2 separate regions of the Mus musculus genome follow, and region 1 is linked to region 2. The links are chromatin contacts, called in public promoter capture Hi-C maps. All regions are on one chromosome and are shown on one strand. The core of a region is the stretch at or near the end of the contact, and the rest is flanking DNA. Distances in the headings are between cores, read along the strand shown. Region 1 holds the start of Pramel12 (PRAME like 12). Region 2 holds the start of Ppie (peptidylprolyl isomerase E (cyclophilin E)).

Region 1 (4,146 bases), core at 85-2,584, about 20 Mb before region 2:
AAAAAAAAAAAAAAAAGTAAGAATGTAAATGAATAAAATCCAAACTCTAAGAAGATGGAATTAAAAGGATCAGATAAGACTATGTCTTCAAAATAAAATGAAATGAAAATTTTAAAATGTGAAGTCAGATATGATGAGACTACATGTGAATTCTACCATATTCTGCATGTGACTCTGTCTCTAAAAAGAAAAATTAAAATAAGCCTTAAATATTGAATCATTAATTCAACATTCAGAGGGGTGAGGCAGTCTGAAGCCAACCTGAGCTAGACTAAGGCCCCATCTAAAAAAACAAAAACAAAAACAAAAAACAAAGAAAAAATTTAACTTGACACAAACCAAGGTATAATTCTAGATATTCCATTAACTTTCAGCTTGTAGTTCCAGCTTGGGGAGGCAGATGCAGAACTGCCAGGTAATTTAAAAGCACTCTTGGCTGATCTGCGTTCTAGGTGGGCCTGGGCAGCAAAGTAAGGTCATGCCTCAAATAAAATAAAATAATAAATGAAACCAGCAAATTAAGGTCGAAGATGATGGCAACCATCACTATTAGTAAACTCAATGCCTGCGATCTGTTCCTGGGAAGAGAAGAAATCAGAGTTCCTTTGGCATCTTGGGTCAAGTGGCCCTCAATCAAAACTGTGCCCTTCTGGAGGTGACTGACTTACCAGAAACAAGAACTGATGGCAGAACTCAGAATCCCAGCAGGCCCAGGCAGTCAGTCCAAGCTCGGACTCCAAGTGCTGGTGAGTGTCTTCCCGAGCTTCTCTAAAGCTTTTATAGCCATCTTCACTTCAAACTTCCGGCCTGAGGCGTTTTCATCCGTCTCGCACTTCCGGCCTGCAGCGTTTTCATCCGTATCTGTCTCGCACTTCCGGCCTGAAGTGTTTTAGCCGTATCCGGTCCCACACTTCCGGGTTCCGTTTTATACTTCCGGCCTGAAGCGGTTTTTATTTTTTTGTTTTTCGGCGGTTTGTTTTTTGTTTTTTGTTTTCTTTTTGGTCGCCCCTCCCCCGGCTCGGTCCGCGTATTCTGTCTCACATTTCCGGTTTGTAGTCCCGCCTGTCAACCACAAGCCGTCCTCTGATTGGATGACTGAGTTTCCGCCACGTCTGGGCGTTTTCTGTTTCTGTATTGATTGACAACATAGTCTCCGTGGAAAAGGAAAAAAAAAAAAGAAAGAAAGAAAAAAACAGCCGGGAAAACCGCGCACATCCGCGGAGAGGCAGATGCAGGCGGATCTCTGGGGAGGTAAAGCCAAATTCACGGAGATGAGGGAAAAAAATCCTGAAAGCCGCGGAAGCGGTTCACGCCCTTAATCCCAGAACTCCTGTGAGCGATTCAGGCGGATCCCTGTGACGTCCGGAGCAGCCTGCTCTACGTAGAGCTCCAATACAGCCAGGACTACATAGTGAAACTCTGACTCAAAAAATAATAATTTAAAAAAAAAAACTGAGATTCCGTGAAAGTCAAAAGCCGATGCGTTAATTCACTTCATTCAATTTGTTTTCTGTATTTGCTTTACTTATTTATTTTCTTGTTAATTCACTTGGTTCTGCATTTCTTTCATGAATGAAAAAATAATAAACTAAGGACATGGCTGCTTCTAAGTATGGTGGAGGAGGAGGTTTATTGTAGGGGAAAAGGGAAGCATAGGCAGACAGCTGGGGGAGTTCAGAGTGGACATAACCCCTGAGCCATAAGACCCGGGTGCTGTGGCCAAAAGGTAAAAAGGGGGCAGGTAACTAAAATGGCTGGGTTATATAGAGAAGGGCAACACAAGCTGGAGAATTTGGGGTAGAAGGTGGAGTGTGCCAGCCATACCCTGTAACAAGGGGTACTGGGAGAACGTGGCAGCCTGGTCCACATTGATATGTTAAATAGGCACCTCAGCCATTTATTTGAGACTTAGAGTTTCAGAGGTGGAATCTTGCTCAGTACCTAAGGTTGATTTGGAACTCCAACTCTTAGCCAGTCTCCAGTCTCCACCTTCCTCTGGGGTTGAGCCAAGAGGAAGTTGTGAGCCAACATACCTGGCGGAATTGTATTCATTTGTGGCCCACTTAGTTCTAAGTATGAGTCACTGGGGATAGGAGTTTTAATCTGTGCCTGACGAATAGACATTTCTTAAAGCTGATATTATTATTGGCAAAGTTACGAATATGTTCTGGATCAGGGCCTGAGCTGGATGCTCTCTACCAGTCATCTGCTGTGGCATCTTCTCAGAAGGCAGGAAGATGTTCCCATTAATACTGCAGTAAGTGGCCTGGGAAGAAAGCTCAGTTTATAGAACAGTTGCTGCCCAGTATTCTCAAAGGTGCACTGTCCAGCAAGCACTGCATGCACCAGACAGACACTGTGGGGCATACTTGTAATCTCAGAACTAAAAAGTTAAGAGTTAGGAGGATCAGTTCAAAGTCATTTTTCCCCAAGCTTCATTGCCGGCCCAGGCTATATAGACCCTTACTCTCAAACGATGAAGAAACTTGCCTTTGAGAACAAAGGTTTTCCACATTAGGTTTTCCAGAAGGTAGAAGATGCTTCAGAAAGTGTCAGCCAGCACACTGGCTAGAGAACATGCAATAGAGAGTGGGGGCTGTGGGGTGGGTGAAATGGCTCATAGGTAAGGAGACCTGCCACAGCACTAGACTATTGGGTTCAGTCACACACTTAAGTGCTGGAAGAAGAAAACTGACTCTTGGGCTTGCCCTCTGACCTCCACATACACCCACAGACATACAGAAAATACACATACTTTTTTTTAAAAAATGAAAAGGAAGGTAAAGCCAGAGTGATAGCTCAAGCTTATATCTCAGCACTCAGGAGGCTGAAGAAAGCTTGCTACAAGTTTTGGGTCTAGCCTGGACAACATACTAAAACTCAGTTTCTAGTAAACAGCTAACACTGGAAGCAGGACCTCAGTGCCACAGGGTATCTTGCCATCAGACCTGAGGGCTTAGGTGATAATAACCTAGAAGCTCTGGAGTTAGGAGCTGTGGCAGCCTGGGATATCAGAGAGCAAGCACACAGTAGAGAAAGGCAGTACCTCTCTGGCAGTGTGGTTGGTAGCACCTGAAAGTTTTGGTTTTGTTTGTTTGTTTGTTTTGCTTTGTTTTAATATAGAGTCTCTTTACATAATCCTGCCTGTTCTGGAGCTCACTGTGTACTGACTTTGAAAACTCACAGAGGAGCTGGAGAGATGGCTCAGTGGTTAAGAGCACTGACTGCTCTTCTGAAGGTCCTGAGTTCAAATTCCAGCGATCACATGGTGGCTCACAACCATCTATAATGGGATCTGATGCCCTCTTCTGATGTGTCTGAAGACAGCTACAGTGTACTTGCATATATAAATAAATCTTAAAGAAAAAAAGAAAAGAATACTCACAGAGATCTGCCTGCCTGCCTATCCCCACTAGGTGCTGGAACTTATGTCATGTACCACCACACCCAGATTTCTTTTTAGATGAGACACAGGTCACACCCTGTAACCTTCATGGGCCTAGAATTTTCTATATAGACCAGGCCTTTCTCATACTCAAGCTGCTTGTCTTGCTTCTGTTGTCCTTGCCGTTTAAGAGTTGAGGCAGGGGACTGGAGAGATGGCTCAGTGGTTAAGAGCAATGACTGCTCTTCTGAAAGTCCTGAGTTCAAATTCCAGCAACCACATGGTGGCTCACAACCGTCTGTAATGGGATCCGATGCCCTCTTCTGGTGTGTCTGAAGACAGCTACACTGTACTTACATAGAATAAAAATAAATCTTTGGGCTGGAGCAAGCAGGAGTTGAGGCAGGAACATTGCAAATTGAGGCAAAGACCAAGTCCACAGCAGCCTAGGCAACTGAGAAAAATCTTGCAACACCAAAAAGGTACAAAAGGGCTGGGGACAGAGCTGCAGCCAAGGGGCTAGTGTAGTACACACTTAGCTTTAATTCAGTCCATAGGACAGAAGAAAAAAAAATCATTATCAAGTGCATGAGACAACAGTCCAAAGGGGCTAAGGTCATTATTATTCCAAACTGTAAATGACACTCAGAACCTCTGAGATGTCCTCACAGGCTGTGGACGAAGCCCAGGGCCCCACACACAGACAGCAAGCACTCTAGTGCTGACCTAGCTCCCACCCTCTGCTCCATTTCACGCTCTTA
Region 2 (3,692 bases), core at 946-3,445:
CTGGTTATATTTAGGAATACATATATGTATATATAAATATATAGTTGGCATGTAGTAACAATTGACTTAAAAAAAAAAAGAGGCCATACATTTGAAGGATAGTGGGAAAAGGATTACGGGAGGGCTTTGGGGGAGGAAAGGAGAAAAATGTTATATTTAAAATATAATATCAAAAATTAAAAAGTGGGAAAAGATCAGTGTAAATGTGACCATGTAACTTCCTTGCTATCACCCCATGATAGCTTCTCAAAATCCCCAAGTTTTTCACAAAGCTTGCAGGCCCTGACATGAGGTGGCCTCTACCCATCTCTCCTGCCTGAACATGTGTCCTCCATTTCCACCTCATTATGCTCCTGCCTCTCAGCTCAGCTTCCATCTTAAAAGTCTCCTCAAGGGGCTGTGAGGTGGCTCAGCTGGTAACAGCGCTTGCCTTGCAAACCTGGGACCTGATCTGGTAGGAGGAGAGAATCTACTCCATCAAGTTGTCCTCTGGCTTCCACAAGTATGCGTATACACACACATTTGAATAACAAAGTTTATAAAAGTTACCTCAGGAAAATCTAAATGCTCTGCCTACAGTAGCTGAGGATATGGATCAGTGGTAGAATATTTGCCGAGGAATGGTCTTCAGCTCTACGTCTGATCTCCAGCACCGTAACTGAAGGGACCCGCACACAGTGTTCCCTCTTGAACACTGGGTTAGGCACAAACCACACTCAAACACCTATTTCCATAGAGAGATCCTTTACTGAGCAGGGGAAAGTGACTGTTCTCCGCTCAGGCAGACAGCAGCAGCAAATGACCTTGTGGGTGTGATGTTTTTTTAAGAGGAAAAAGAGGGGAATCTGTGATAGAATGGCTAGGATGTGGTGGTCATGTTTTGGTTGACCGTATTAATTAGGGTAGGCCAAGGGGGGATTTGACTGTTGTAGTGGCTATTTCTGGTTGTCAACTTGACTATATCTGGAATGAACTACAATCCAGAATTGGAAGGCTCATCAGTGACCCTAATCTGGAGGCTGAGAGATAGAAGTTTCTGACCTGGATCTCAGTATGGAGATCTTGAGGCATAGTGGCTATGGATTTCAGAAGATTAAGACAGGGAGATCAAAGATTAAGATTAAATTCCTTTACTATATAGAGACTACCCACAGTTCTGTGACTCTAGAGAACCCTGACTAATACAATTGTTGAACTTTAATACTTTGATAGCTGGACCTTGGTGATCATCCTCAGGAGGAGGCCAAATAAGGGAATAGACCTTATTTGGCCTACGGCTAGCTTTAGGAATATAACCCTGTTTGTTTGTTTGTTTATTAGCAAGGCAGAGGGAATGGGGAGAAGGACAAGGCCTGCCACACCTGTGCTTACCAAGCTTGGGCCTGCTAGAGCCCTTTAACAATACAGCAAAGCTTCCTGTGGTGGTATATGCTTTTAGTCCCAACCCTCAGGAAGAGATCTCTGTAAGTTCAAGGTCAGCCTGGTTTACATAGTGAATTCCAAGATATTCAGGACTACATAGGAAGATCCAGTCTCAAAATAAATACATAAAATAAAACTTGTTAAATTTCTATTTGAGGTAGGTTGGTGGTATTCAATTGGGATTTCAGCACTGGGGAGGCTGAGATCTGGAAGGCATAGTGGGATACTCTAACAAGCAAACAAATGTGATCCTACTGTTTTGTACTGCTATTGAGAACCTATAAATTTAAATATTACGTTAGAACAAGAGTATAGCAAACACTTTGCCCAAAGGGCCAGATGGTAAAATATCAATGGCCGTGGGAGGAACAGGTCTCTTCCCTTTGTAACATGAAAGCAGCCAGACAATAGAAAAGGAACGGATGTGGCTATACTCTAACAATTAAACTTCGTGATATTGAAATTTTAATTTCATATAATTTTCATCTCTCAAGAAATATTGTCGATCCTTCGCCTCACCCCGGTTCAAAGTGTAAAAACCGTTCTTGGCTCCCGAATTGGCCAAAAACAGCTGCCTGGACAGCCCGGACCATAGTGTGTTGGTAATGGTTCAATTGCCGTTAATATCTAGGTTGATCAGACCAAGGTTTGTTTCCTTCCAGCTCTGGGAGCTACAGCCAAGAAGGGGCGGAGCCTGCAGCCGCACAAAGACCCGCCCCGACCTAAGGGGAGGGGCGACGGCGAGGGGGCCGGCCGAGTGCCGGCTTCCGGCGGAAACGGGCGCGAGCAAGATGGCCACCACCAAGCGTGTGCTGTACGTGGGTGAGCAGGCGCGGGAGCTAGACTTAGTCTGAGCAATGTGGGAAAGGGGGAAAGCAGCCGGGGTCTATGGAGGGCTTGCTGGGCCTGAGGGTGTGAGCCCGAGATGGAAGGACAATTCCGGCGACCTTCCTAGTCCACTAAGCGCACAGGAACCCCGACGAGTGACAAGAATTTTGGGCTTCCAAATCCCTCCCGCCCATTCGTTTTACAAACATTCAGTGCGGAATGGCTGGATCTCTGCCCTAAAGGAGGAGTTACCAGACTATCTAGGAGAAAGTGGGAAATAACCTACACACCCTAGCGTTGTAATAGGGACTAACAATGATGACAGGAACTTGGGTGAGGGCAAACTTTCTGTTGCCGGGACGCAGAAGTTGAGCAGGAGTTGGGCAAAGAGTCAGAGTAGAGGCAAAGCTGTTCGCTGCACCGGAGCCGAAGCTCAAAGGCGTAAAAGAGCCTGGCGCCTAGGGGCAGCTGGGTCATTTTTCGAGAAACTCAGGGAAATTGGGGAAAACAAAATGGAAGATACAAGAGAGATCGGCGAGAGTCGGATGATAACCCTGTGTACACTACCAAGGAGCTCTCACTTTATCTTGAGGACAGTGACATTTAAGACTTTGAAGTCTAAGAGAACCGATGGATTCATTTCCACTTATATTTGGTTGGGGGGGGGCGGTTGGAGGAAGGAATTGAGGCAGAGAGGTCAGTTACAAAGCTTTCACAAGAGTTGGAGATCGAATCAGAACTGTTTAAAAGGAGATTGAAGAAAGGAAAGTAGTGTGGGTAGGCTGTAGAGAGAGATGTTTGTGTAGACAAAGGACTGGATGGAAAGATCCCTCCCTTTGCCTGTCATACCAGTGACAGGCAAAGTCCCTGGTGTGCAGGGACCTCTGAGTGTGTAGGACAGCGGCTCAGAAGGTCCTTGGCTCATTTGCAGGCGGGCTGGCAGAAGAGGTGGACGACAAGGTTCTTCATGCTGCATTTATCCCCTTTGGAGACATCACAGATATTCAAATTCCTCTGGACTATGAAACAGGTGGGTCATTTGAGTGTCTTTAACGCTCATTACCCTCCGATAGGGAAAGAATTAAAGTCACATTCCAGTTCTAAATTTACATTCTTAAGTTCTAGTAGAATTCTTGCCCACCATATGAGGCTTTGGTTTCAGTTCCCAGCACTAATCACACAGAGACACACACAGAGGGGCAGAGACACACACAGAGACACACACAGAGGGGCAGAGGGGCAGAGACACACACAGAGACACACACAGAGAGGCAGAGGGGCAGAGACACACACAGAGACACACACAGAGAGGCAGAGGGGCAGAGACACACACAGAGAGGCAGAGGGGCAGAGAGGAGAGAGACAGGGTGGGAATAGCAAGATCTTTAAACTCTGAGTCTGGGGAATCTCCCCACCCCCTAAAAACCAGTAGAGTAGTTGAT

What was found. Promoter capture Hi-C pulls out the DNA fragments that hold promoters and counts their contacts.
Region 1: a contact with region 2 is called in a promoter capture Hi-C map of pre-B cells. The contact joins the promoter of Pramel12 here to the promoter of Ppie in region 2. A contact is called at or near these places in 2 of 39 promoter capture datasets (liver and pre-B cells) and 1 of 9 other capture datasets (adipose tissue).

The regions. Positions count from the first base shown.
Region 1 is chr4:143,409,614-143,413,759 of GRCm38.p6, reverse strand. Pramel12 (PRAME like 12) reads right to left here and starts at 1,334. Exons shown (of 5, transcript NM_172877.3): 1 at 669-1,334.
Region 2 is chr4:123,138,454-123,142,145 of GRCm38.p6, reverse strand. Ppie (peptidylprolyl isomerase E (cyclophilin E)) reads left to right here and starts at 2,195. Exons shown (of 10, transcript NM_019489.6): 1 at 2,195-2,244; 2 at 3,182-3,280. The coding sequence starts at 2,214.